Regions from separate parts of the Anser cygnoides genome. Here region 1 is linked to region 2. The links are chromatin contacts, called in public Hi-C maps. All regions are on one chromosome and are shown on one strand. The core of a region is the stretch at or near the end of the contact, and the rest is flanking DNA. Distances in the headings are between cores, read along the strand shown. Region 1 has its middle 69 kb from the start of PFKFB3. Region 2 overlaps MKLN1 (muskelin 1).

Region 1 (6,208 bases), core at 3,539-6,038, 440 kb before region 2:
TGAACAGGAAAAACTGTGCCAAGTGCTATATTTGGGCATGGTTATTGCCGTGTTTATTATTGTTATCACCACCGGAATTATAGTCCTGGTTGGAGACTGCGCCTGAGATCAGATCTCCTTTTAGCAAGGGTTGTCTGCAAATATTGCAAGAGACTGTCCCTTCTCCCCAGAAAAAAAATAAACAAGACTGTTTAAAAATATTCCCTTTTAGCAACAACATGGTTGCCCCGTGTGTACGAGCAAAGTCGAATCCTGATTATGCCGGAAAGCTATGCCAAGTTCAGCCCAAATCTAAGAGACGACTCCTCTTACAAACAAGTTTTATCTCCTGGTAGACAAAGGGTGGAAAGATTATTGCCATCTTCCTCTGCAGCACAGGGAGATCAAGTAACTTGCTCCCAAACCTACAAGAAGATCTCCCTAAGACCAACCTTCCCAGTCCAGAAGAGCTGAAACCAAGTTTCTTCTAAACTGGAGTTCGGTGGCAAGAAGCATTGATCACAAAGGCCAGTGCCTGGGTTCCCTGACCCAAGAGAATTTGTCTGATCAACATCTCTTAAAAGTTTCCAAGACAAGCCCCACATCAGGTTGGCCTGGTCTTCTGTGCCATTTTTTCCACCCCATAGCTCCTCAGCAGGTCTCCATCTGTTGCTCCATAAGAACATGGATTTCTCATAGGCCTGTGTCATACCTTCCAGCCCCAAGTGGAAACATCTCAAGGGACACCAGATATCTCTATTTAAGCAACAGACCCTTCTCTGTGTGCAGGTGTCTCCATGTGAGAGGGACATCTGACCTCCCTTGTCAGTGGACCTAGGGCTCTACTGAAATGCCCACTTGGAATTGCCTAGAGCCAGCTGAGATGCTCTTGGGGTATCTGAAACATCTGGGCATCATAAACCGAGAAGACATAAGACCTTCATGAAGCCTGTCGCCTTCTGGGGTGGCAGCTGGAGGCTGGGGGCTGCTGTAGAGACTCATATATGATACTGGGCACCTCTGTTGGGAAACTGAATCTGCGCTAAATCCCAACCATCCGGTGTACCCTTCCTTGGTGGGCCTTAAAAATACTTCATGTTCTTTCTTATACTGAGTTTTGAATTTAATAATAATAATAATAATAATAATTTGGATCTTCTGCTCTTGTGACTGCTTTTCAGGAGTATCCCAATTCAAAGGAAAATGAGATATTTCTCCTATGGGGAAAGCGTGGCACTGATGAACTGAGATGCTTGTGGTCATCCAGAAGGCAAAGCTGGAAACTAATCCCAGTTCTCTTGACCATCAATCCAGGCTCCTAACCACAAGGTGAAGCCATGCATCCCAGCCACTGATCTTCAGATCCAGGACAGCATCCAGCAGATCTGCCAGCTGAAGGCTGCCCTATTTCCCACCATGATAGGTAGAAAGGCAGTGAAGTATGTGAAGTATCCAACATCCAATTTAACTAAGCCCAACTTCACTCTTGAACATATTGGAGGGCAAATATCCATCTCATTAATTATTTGGGCCCCTTAAAGAAGGGTTAGGGATGCATGGCTGTATCATACTGCTTCAATGCACAAGTAAGTCCCAGTTGCATTTGTTGCAATGCTCTTAAAACTTGAAACTTCTCCCTTCCCACTCCCCCTCCTGGCTTTGTGCATTGATATTCTCCACCATCACGCTGCACTGATGTGACACTGTGAGTTGAATCTCAATTAGTGGGTAGGGGGTACGGTCCTCAGACAAAAATCCAATAGAAGCTGCCTGCCATTGAAGGGCAGTGAGCAGATAAATGTGTTTGTCTATGAGTGTGAAAACAAATGGAATGGGTTGTGGTTTTACTGGAAGCAAGGTGCCGATAGTGGAAACAGGTCAATAAAAAAATGACTCTTAGTTGCTCTGTGGAAATGTCTGGGAAAACTGAAATGAATAAGGAAAGCAATTTAGCTAGGGGAAAAAATAAAAAGAGAGGGGAAAAAAAAAAGGAAAGAAAGAAAAGAAAACCTGTATTTTATTAAATTCCAGCTTTCTTTCTTTCTTTTTTGAAAATTCATGGGATGCTTGAGAAAGGTCTGGATCATCACTCTTCAAAGCCGATGTTCAAGCCTCATGCACAGCAGCTGCCTTTTTACACCATGTTTCCAATCTGCTTAGCTATCCCTGGGGCTTTCAGGGCTGGTTTGTAATGATTTTTCTGACACAATCTCTAAGTTTTAGTTGGAGCAGCCACTTGCCAAAGGTGTGCAAACTGGGTGAAGGTGAGTCGGAGTATATCCATAAAGGTCTGCGGGTGACTAAGTCTGAATGGAGGTCCCACACCTTGGTATCTCTATGGACCCAGTCCTTAGATCTCACTCTACTGCCCTAATGCTATGGAAATCCCTTACAGTTGGGGTGTCCAGTGCCAGCTGACATGACCTATCTAGCCTCCAGCTGCCAATCCCAAAGGTAGATTTGTTGTCTTGCAGATCCTGGGTCATATCTGCCAGCTCCACGTAGACCTTTCAGGCCTGGAGCAAGTTCGAGCAAGTGAATCAAGGTCCTGAACTGGGGTGAGATGATGGCCACCTCCAACCCTAAATATCTGAAATTGGAAGGTGCCAAAGGGAGGCAGAATGTGTTGCCAGTAAGCCCCAGAAGCTGTGCAGGCATCTTCACCTGCATGTTCTCAAAGAGCTATGCTATTCATTTAATTTTGTACTCTCCACAATGGCTGCCAGAGATAAGAAAGACCACTTCCCAGTCAGGGCAGGATGTTTTGCAAGCTGCGTAACTCCCCGGGCTCATCTCTGATTCACATTTCTGTATCCTCCAAACCTGAGATTTCAGCTTTTCTGCCCAGCAGGTCCTGTTTCACAGCCTTCAAACTATAGCCTTTACGTAACATGTCTCTATCACGTTTATCACTTACACTGTAGTGCAACCCCTCAGAATTTTACAGAACCATTAAATACCAAAGATGATGACTCTCTGGTAAATAAGGAAGGTGTCAAACATGGGCAGTGTTCTTTGTGCTATGTTCTCCTTTGGCTTTTTATTAGACTAGCAAGAAGGAAGTTTGTAATTGCAATGCCCAAACCACCCAGTTTTCTGCGTGGTCTACAGCGCTACCAACAACAGTGTTTGAAACAGAAAACAAGTCAAGTGAGAAAGGAAACACAGGACAAGTGTAGAGACTTCCTTGTTTTTCTGCCAGACCACTTCCTTCCTGCCCTTCCTTTCTGCTCTCACTAATAACCACAGTCTCTTGCTGTCTTAAGTCTCTCTTCCTTGACTCATCCAGAGCCCAGCTCTTCCAAGCAGACACCAAAATCCCACTTCTGGTTCTCTCTGCCTGGTGGAGCTGGCTGGGGACAAATTCAGGAGCTTGATTTGATTGCTTGTTTTAGTAACATAAAGACATTTATTGCAATTTGAGACACCCTTGAATGCTTGAAACATCTGGAAAGGACTTTCAGATGTTGCACAGCACCTGTGGAAGACCAGGGTACCTGGAGAGACACCTGGAACCCACACAGGATGCCTTTCAAGTGGTCCTAGATACTTATGCGTGGAATTAGCTTTCTAGATCCCAAGATCTAGATACCAAGTAGGGGCAGGATACAGGTGCTTAAACATCTGGAAACTTTTGCAGTGCCCAAAGGTATCTGAGACACTTGCTCAAGACTGACAGATGTGATACAGGAACACAGGGGACATCTGCTCTTCTAGCACAGAAGCTGAAGACCAGGCAGGATTGATCACAGAGACTAAGGTGGCAGCAGACATTGGCATCCAGGCAATTGAAAGCTACCCTAGATGTCCAGTGAGTACTTAGGAGCTCAGACATCAGGCTCACATGAAGACACCAACACTGTAAGTATCCAAAGGAAGAGAGGACAGCCTCCAACAATTTTAGGGGTGCCGATTTTAGCTTAAAAATCACATGGCGAGATAGATGCATGCCCTCTGGGCTAAATAAAAACACTGCAAAGCCCCTTGAGGGTGACTGATCCTTTTAGATGGACAGGTGACCATCTGTGATCGGTCAAGTCCTGGTTTAACCTTCCCGTCGTGTCGTAATACACAGTGTGCCATGTGGTTTGGCTCTCTCCTAGAGAGAGCAATCAGAAATGTTGCTATTATCTCCCATGGCTTTTTTTTTTTTTTTTCAGTTGGGCTACAGGAATGAAAGATATGGCTGGGATTTCAGGGCCACCAAGATATTGGAGCAATCTGAAATCATATGGTGCTAATGAACCAGAGAACTCAATGCTGAAGTTGTCATTTAATCATTAACCATCTTCTGAACTGCATTAATTTGGGCTTCAGAGTTATTACCTTGCAGAAGCCTTTGATCTCAGTTTAGGGTGATTTCAAAATCACTTTCAACATATCAGATATGATGAAGCATCCGAGAAAACCGGTGCTTCCCCTTGTTTTCACTGTGCTTCAAAATGGGACAGAGATTTCTTTAGAGTCAGCCAAAAAAGGAAATTGCAAACACCTGAATTCTTTTTTTAATCAAAGTTTATATTTCTACATGTGCTTACAAGATATTACGACAACCTTTCCTGACTTATCCACCATCAACCTTGAGAGAAACAGCCTTCCAGAGCCTACCAGAAGTTGGCATGAGGCAGAAATAAGCCCCATAAGAGGTCAGAGAAGGTTCAAAAGAGCAAAATGAGGACAAAAAGGAAGAAGAACCTGAAACAACAATGCAAAATCATGGGACTGAGCAGCGAGGCATGTGAGATGCAACTGAATCCACTCACTTCAGACCTTGTCGGAGGGTTATGTTGTCGAGGCCATGCAGATGTAGGAGTCAGTGGGAGAAGGAGCCACACGTGGTAGGGGGACGGGCAGCAGAAGAGGGGATGGCATGCTCTGATAGCAGTGACTGCAGTTTCTGGCTGCCTAAACCATTTAGATCTGGACTTCTTGGGTCCCTCTACATCTCTGGGCACAGTTTTGCCTCTTTCCCTTGGGGCTGTGCATGCTTGGGGATGAAGGTTTGCTCTTAGTTTGTCCAGAGAAGTGTCAAACAGCAAAGAGATCCCCATGCCACAGGGCCCCCAGTCCCATGGCTACCACAGGACACAGAAAATATCATGATTTGAGTAGACCAAAAGCACTGTATCCACATTCCCTCTTCTCTCCCACTAATTCATTGCCAAACTTTTCCTTCACTCTGGCTAGTGCATGCAGCATTGGTCCTGCCTTCAGCCTAGGTGTGGTGCAGTGTAGACAGAACCATGGGAAGTGGAGATGAGTCAGCTCCTGGCCGTGGTTCTTTATGTTTCACATACACATCAGCTGCAAAAGACATCCTCAGAAGTTAAAGAGCTAGTTATTTCAGACCAAACTATGAGGAAAGAGAGAAGGAAGGAAGGAAGGAAGGAAGGAAGGAAGGAAGGAAGGAAGGAAGGAAGGAAGGAAGGAAGGAAGGAAGGAAGGAAGGAAGGAAGGAAGGAAGGAAGGAAGGAAGGAAGGAAGGAAGGAAGGAGGGAAGGAAAAGAAAGAAAGAGAGAAAGAGAGAAGGAGAGAAAGAGAAAGAAAGAAAGAAAGAAAAAGAAAGAAAGAGAGCGAGAGAGAGAGAGAGAAAAAGAAAGAGAAGGAAAAAGAAAGAAAGAAAAAGAGAAAGAAAGAAAGAGTGAGAGAGAGAGAGAAAAAAGAGAAAAAGAAAGAAAGAAAGAAAGAAAGAAAGAAAGAAAGAAAGAAAGAAAAAGAAAGAAAGAAAGAAAGAAAAGAAAAAGAAAGAAAAAGAAAGAAAGAAAGAAAGAAAGAAAGAAAGAAAGAAAGAAAGAAAGAAAGAAAGAAAGAAAGAAAGAAAGAAAGAAAGAAAGAAAGAAAGAAAGAAAGAAAGAAAGAAAGAAAGAAAGAAAGAAAGAAAGAAAGAAAGAAAGAAAGAAAGAAAGAAAGAAAGAAAGAAAGAAAGAAAGAAAAAGAAAGAAAGAAAGAAAGAAGGAAAGAAGCAGTCATGTGTCAATGATAAACACAAAATGAGTCACGCCGTAAGAGGCTGCACCTGAAAGGAAATCTAAAACAGCAACTTCCTCCTCGCTGCGGGCTGCAGTTTGCTGCTGCATACAAGGAGTAGAGATAGAAAAGTGAAAACGTCTGCTTTCTGCCTCATGGTCAGACATAACCAGTGTTATAACCAGAGCCGTGCAAAGGCCCCATCCTTCATTTCCCCAGCCAGGGCTGCAGTTGTAGAAGAAAAAAATAATAAATTTCTCCA
Region 2 (5,747 bases), core at 3,066-5,565:
TCTTTTGCCATGGAAGGTGGTGGTTTTTTTTCTAAGAGTGCTTTACAGGGATGGCGTAGTAGCAGAACTCCACTGGAATTTACTAAATGACCTGTTTTCTCCAAAATCCAATCTAGCCTGGGAGAGAACTTGTGCGCTGAGCACCGTGTTGTTGCTTTTTCAACACGACAACCAAACAGTTCAAAACGGTCTCCTTGGCTGCTCCTTGGCCGACTTCCAAGCACAGTCTCATCATGAAAAATCCAAGAGGATAATCATTATCTTGCTGTGTCAACAGCTGGCCCGTACGCTATCTCTATCACTCATCAGGGGCTGCTCCATTAAAATCCAGGAGGGGTGCTGCTTCAGCTTTGTGAATTACAAGTGGAGGTATGCGGTAACTTGCTGACCTACTGCTTTTTTTTTTTTTCCCTTTCCAATTAATCCATCCGGGAGGTGCCAGGTGCTGGTGAGCAGCGCTGTCCACGTGACGTAGCTTTCTCCTGCTCTTTTAATCATGAGGCATCACAAGGAGGAGGATGCCTGCAAGTCACTTGCAGCGAGATTAGCAGCAACGTGTTCAGAGGCAATCGTAATTTAGGTGGCACTGAAGGGCTCTGTCGACGAACTTGCTTCCCTCAACTATTCTTCGTGAATCCTGGAGAAGTGCTCTGCAGACTATGGGGTTTATATTACTGTTTTGCCATCGCTGTGTGTTCGGAGCGTGTTGAAAAACATGCTATAATTCCTCCTCCAATGAGAGAGACGAGGTTTAATTTCCAAACCTCTGCCTAGTATTATGAGCACCACCTCTGCGTGAACTCCAATTTATTGCTTTGCAAATTCTGCCTCTCTGTAAAAGCTCTTTTTTTTTTTTTTTGCTTAGATGCTGGCAGCAGCCAACGCTGCGCTCGAAACAACTGTGGCTGTTTGCACATACAAGCCAAAAAATATTCAGCTTGCTGAAATGATCACTATGATCAAATAAATGCCTGTAAGTAGGGATTGTAGTAGTGGGAACATACCTGTCGCATGATTAGGTGTCACTCTTCTAGAAAAGCATTTCCCATGCATTATATTTAAATAGAAATTATACTGTACACGGTTACACAGCATCTTATCAAAGCTTTTTCTGGAATTATTACTTGTTTATGTAACTGGCTGTGTTCAAAACTCAGGGCCTGTGTAGCTGCTTGTTATTTTCACATACGGAGGCCACAAGCTTTTCATTTTCCTTACATAAAAATAAATGAAAACGTTAAGTTTTGGAGAGAGGATTCAGACCCCTTAATTTCATTTAGTTATTGCCTTCCTATACTGGCCTGAATAATGGGATCATGGGGAAAAAGATGCAGCAGCACGTGAAAAACATTCGCCATCTTCTAGACTTGCTTTTGGGATTGCTTTCTGTTGAGCAATCTCTTGGTACAGCTTTTCCTCTTCAATCAGCAATGTATTGTCATGGGAGCCAAGTTGATAGCGCTCTGCGATGGGCCAGCGTCGTGGTCAGAGCAGCCAGGGCTAAGTTCTCAGTTTTGCTGTTTTATGTCCTTGGAGCCGTCTGCCCGCAGCTGATCTGAGTGATAGCGGGGCCTGAGAGGCGCTCCGAACAGCATGAAATTGGGGAGATTTGCTCCAAAGCTGACTTATTTCTGCATGTATGCAGAGAAGTGGAAGAGTGAGGGCACTTCGATGCAGCCCTTCGTACAGCTTTGTGTACCCCTTGGATCCAGTACCTTGCAAACAGTAGTTCCTGCAGTCCCTTGGCATTACTGGTCTGATTCTTATCCTGTGGTATGACTTTTTATTGAGTCTTAAGATTTAAAATAAACAAAAGCCAACACCAAAAACAAACACAAAAACCAAACATCCTAAGCAATCCATTACAGGTTCGATTTAACGTCTTGCATGCGAAACGAGATTTCCATCCCAGCATACATTTTATTAGCTAAATATCACGGGGACTTCTCGCAAGTTTACAGCCCTTGTCCCTCTCTAATATGCTGACCTCAATGATTTGAATTCCATCCAGCATCGACTGCAAGTCAGCTGCACTTGCAAATGATGAAGCTCTCTTACCCCCTAGTGGAAGTGTTTGTTACTCTTCGTTTTCTGTAGCCCTTTTGCTCTATCAAGGGTCGGAATTCATTGGCAAACATCTTTTTGATGTTTCTGTTGTCTTTAAAGTATCGCAGCATCTCCCTCCTACTGTGTAGTAGCTTGCCTTATTTCCTTTGATTTATATTTAGGGACTTGTTCATCAAATTTGTGGGGGTTTTGTTTAATTATATTGCATCTAACTTTTGGTTGTCTTCTGCAAAAGACTGGATTCCAGCTTTGTGTCGTCTAAGGCACTGCTTCAGTATGACTTCTATACAGTTACTAAGGTCAGAGTTTTTGCAAGTTGTTCCTTGTCTTAGGCCCCTACTAAATCCATATTATATATATTTTTGGGTATAATTTTTTTCTAGACTTTCTGCATTTGGAACAGTCTCAAGAGGAGATTAATGTACTGCTGAGGGAAGCTCGGAATTACTTGACTTGAATTTGGTTTTGATTGCAGTTACTGCAGATGAATCATATTTTATTACCAAGATTAAAAAACAGAGGCACTGAACTTTGGAGACTTTTCCCTCCTTCGTTATTTAAATAATAATTTCAGCTTCAGAAAATCAAGCATAAGCTAGATACAAAATGCATTTATTTAACGATATTTCAGGAGGAGGGATGAGACTTCCGTAGACGAGTTTCATATGCTTTCTGTATCAATGGTAATATGCTAACCATATTCTTCATGATTATAATAATTTTCATTTCAGTGAGCCTGAGGTATTAATGCTCTGAAGATTTGCATGCTTTTTTTTTTTTCTAAAAACACGGCATGGTCTCGAATGTTCAAAGCAGCAGATAGGGTTGCATAGACATTTGCCATCTACATTAGCATTGCTGATCAAATTTAGATGGCTCTCCTGCCAAAAATATCTCAAATATGCCTTGAGTTTAATCCTTCTGGGTCAACAATTCAGTCCCTGACTATGCAAAGAAACACGTTACATGATACTTACTAAAAATTAACGATTTTTGGTCTTCGATTGTCTTTTTGCTCTCGATTTCTTTATTGGGTGACTTTCACAGTACTCTTTAGTTGGATTAAAAAGCTTCCTTGTGGTTTTGCAGCTCAAACAAGGTACGTAGGTGTTCTTGTGCCAGCATTGTTCCTTGCTTTTTTTTTCCTCTGCTCTGTACCAATTTGCTTATAAACCGGATGAATTTTCCTTTAAACTTCATGGCAAAATTGAAGGTCAAAACAGGGAGGCTGATGCTGATGAGGGCTCTGAAGGCTTTTCCATAAAAACAATAAGCAAGGAGTTTGTCAACAGGGCTCTGAAAATGAAATACCCCAATATATTTCAGTTTCTGCTTAGGTTTACATAAGAATTAAGCATTTTAAGAAATGTTTATTTTTTGGCTTTACTAAAGATTTTGGTAAGGGCTTATGCTGTAGAAAACCAAATGCTGCCCAGAATTTTTACATTGACATTTATTACTTTCCTGGCGCACCAAATGAAAACAGAGAAGCATGAGACCAAAACCTATTACAGAAGAGGCTTACAAAATACCGGTTTGTGTATCCTTAAACAGCGATATTAAACGGCTTTATTAGCACAGGGCTTGTTTTCTAGGCCGTGTGTGTCGTTCACAGTTAATTGCAGGGAAGAATTTGCAAAATACAAGAGTTCTGAGAATTTTTCATGCCAAAATCTTGATCGGAGGCCAGGACCCTTTACCAGCCTTTGTAAACTGACCCAGAAAGAGAAATGAGACAAACAGGATCTGTAAACAAAGATCACGTGCTCTTCACAAATACATTTTGGAAGGATGGTTGCCTAGGGAAACAGGAAATGGGAATTATACAACAAACAAAAAGGACTGCCAAACAAATTTGCTGACCTTTTTTCGGGGAATTATGATGAAAACTGCTGGAATCCTCAGTATTTCACCATACTTCTGAACCTGAAGGTGGAGCAGAAGAATAGCCTGATAATTATACCATAAGTATTCAGAAAATACCAAAAACAAAACAACCCTTTCCTTGAAATATTTTTCCTAAAAGAAGCAACACAAAGCTGTGAGCTATGTAGTTGTGAGTTCATCTTGAATTTTTTTGAGTTTCCAGCTTTTTCAGTTATGTGGGAATCAATGCTTCCTTTTACAGATGAGCTAATAATAATTATTCCATTCATATCTTGCAGGGATTGCCTAGCTCTATTGCAATGCAGTTTTATTCTAATTTTGGAGACAGAGTTTCCCAAAGCCCTGTCCATATCTCGCCCTAGGAAACAGCAGCTCTCTGGATGTTTTTTCTGTGCCTCCAGGCATCACAAAGAGGAAAGGAATGAGCAAAGTTACCCAGGACCTACCCTTATGGGGGAAGGAAGGAGTCAGCTTCTGGGTGACGTTTCTTGCTCTGGTCCCTCTCATGTGGTTTTGGAGGGCACACGCGAGAAGTAAATTGTTTGCTTGGTGACTTCTACACAGCTCCTCTTTTAGAGATGTGCTGCTTCAGTTTTAAGTTGTGGCAGTTAACAAGAATACTGAAAGAGGAAAAAAAAATACTGGCTTGGCTTCACTCAGTCCATTGGAATTGGTTTTATGTGACAGATGAAGAGGTGAAAGTACTTAAAAAGAAGAAAATAGGGGAACTAGGTAGTGAGGTTAGATGTAAGATGCTCTTTATCCCAGAATACTGAGAAGTTAGTTAAATGAAATCTCCTGCTTGCACCATGGAAATCGGAAAATGTGCTGAAGTTCAGAGGGAGAAAAATGCTTTTGTCTGGTGCTTGGATCCTTTCTTGTGTACTCCTGCATTTTTAGTGTGTAACTTCTCTTTTTGTCAGTTCCAATGACAGGTTTCACTCAAAGGGCTACCATTGATCCAGAACTGAATGAAATCCATGTCTTGTCAGGGCTCAGTAAAGACAAGGAGAAGCGGGAAGAGAATGTAAGGAATTCTTTCTGGATTTATGACATTGTGAGGAACAGCTGGTAAGTTGATGAAAGGAGTACTATTTCTAACCTCCACGCGGGTTTCTTTAGAAAGCAATCCCACACGATCATACCTCCCAAGTAACTCAATAACTACTTATAACCATGCAGTGGTTGTTAATCTTAAAGACAACTGAGTTCCCTTCAGGCACCTCTCCCAGAGTCTTTAGAAAAAAGACACATGAAAGGGGGAAGCTGTATGAGCTCTTCCTTTACTGGAGGATGGAGGAGAAGTAAGTCCTTATATTAAATTTTTCCTGTAGGAAATGCTCAAGGCCAGGGTTCATTGTCAGTGCAACAAATTCAGTCAAAATGGAAGTTGTTAATTCCAGCGTACATGGTACTGTTTATTAGAAGTGAAGGAAACCGTTCCTCCCTTTATGAATGGGGATGGAGAAAAGTTCATGCTAGAGCTATCGGCTCTTTCCTGTCTGGATTCAGTATTTCATCAGGTGGCTGCTAGATTTTGTATTCTGAGAAAACATCTCCATCTATTTGCTATATGGTATTTGGTAATTGGCTGCCACTACCCCTTTCTGGAGCTGGCAGCATTGTTGTATTTAAGTTCTTTCTAACATGAGGCCAGTCACTCTGAAGGCATGTGTGCTGTTTTTTAAAAATGGGTCTTCAGTTGGAAAAAAACTTAATTCTGCATGGAAATCAGTGATTGAAATCATAGTTTTGATAAAGTTTGTGGCCTAGGTTTCCCATATCTCTGATGT

What was found. Hi-C and Micro-C count contacts between places; a contact is called where the count stands out from the background.
Region 1: a contact with region 2 is called in a Hi-C map of liver, with 3 times the contacts expected there. The contact joins two enhancer-like sites. A contact is called at or near these places in 2 of 7 Hi-C or Micro-C datasets (both in liver).

The regions. Positions count from the first base shown.
Region 1 is chr1:4,087,436-4,093,643 of Taihu_goose_T2T_genome, reverse strand. No RefSeq gene overlaps it. Among named protein-coding and RNA genes, the nearest start is that of PFKFB3, 69 kb to the right of the region's middle. Within about 2 kb of position 4,788, at least 1 of the 3 cell types and tissues checked has open chromatin away from gene starts, as enhancers often do. A contact at or near this core is called in liver, where this site is marked.
Region 2 is chr1:3,645,764-3,651,510 of Taihu_goose_T2T_genome, reverse strand. It overlaps MKLN1 (muskelin 1), which reads left to right. Exons shown (of 17, transcript XM_067001431.1): 13 at 4,878-5,025. Among named protein-coding and RNA genes, the nearest start is that of PODXL, 72 kb to the right of the region's middle. Within about 2 kb of position 4,315, at least 1 of the 3 cell types and tissues checked has open chromatin away from gene starts, as enhancers often do. A contact at or near this core is called in liver, where this site is marked.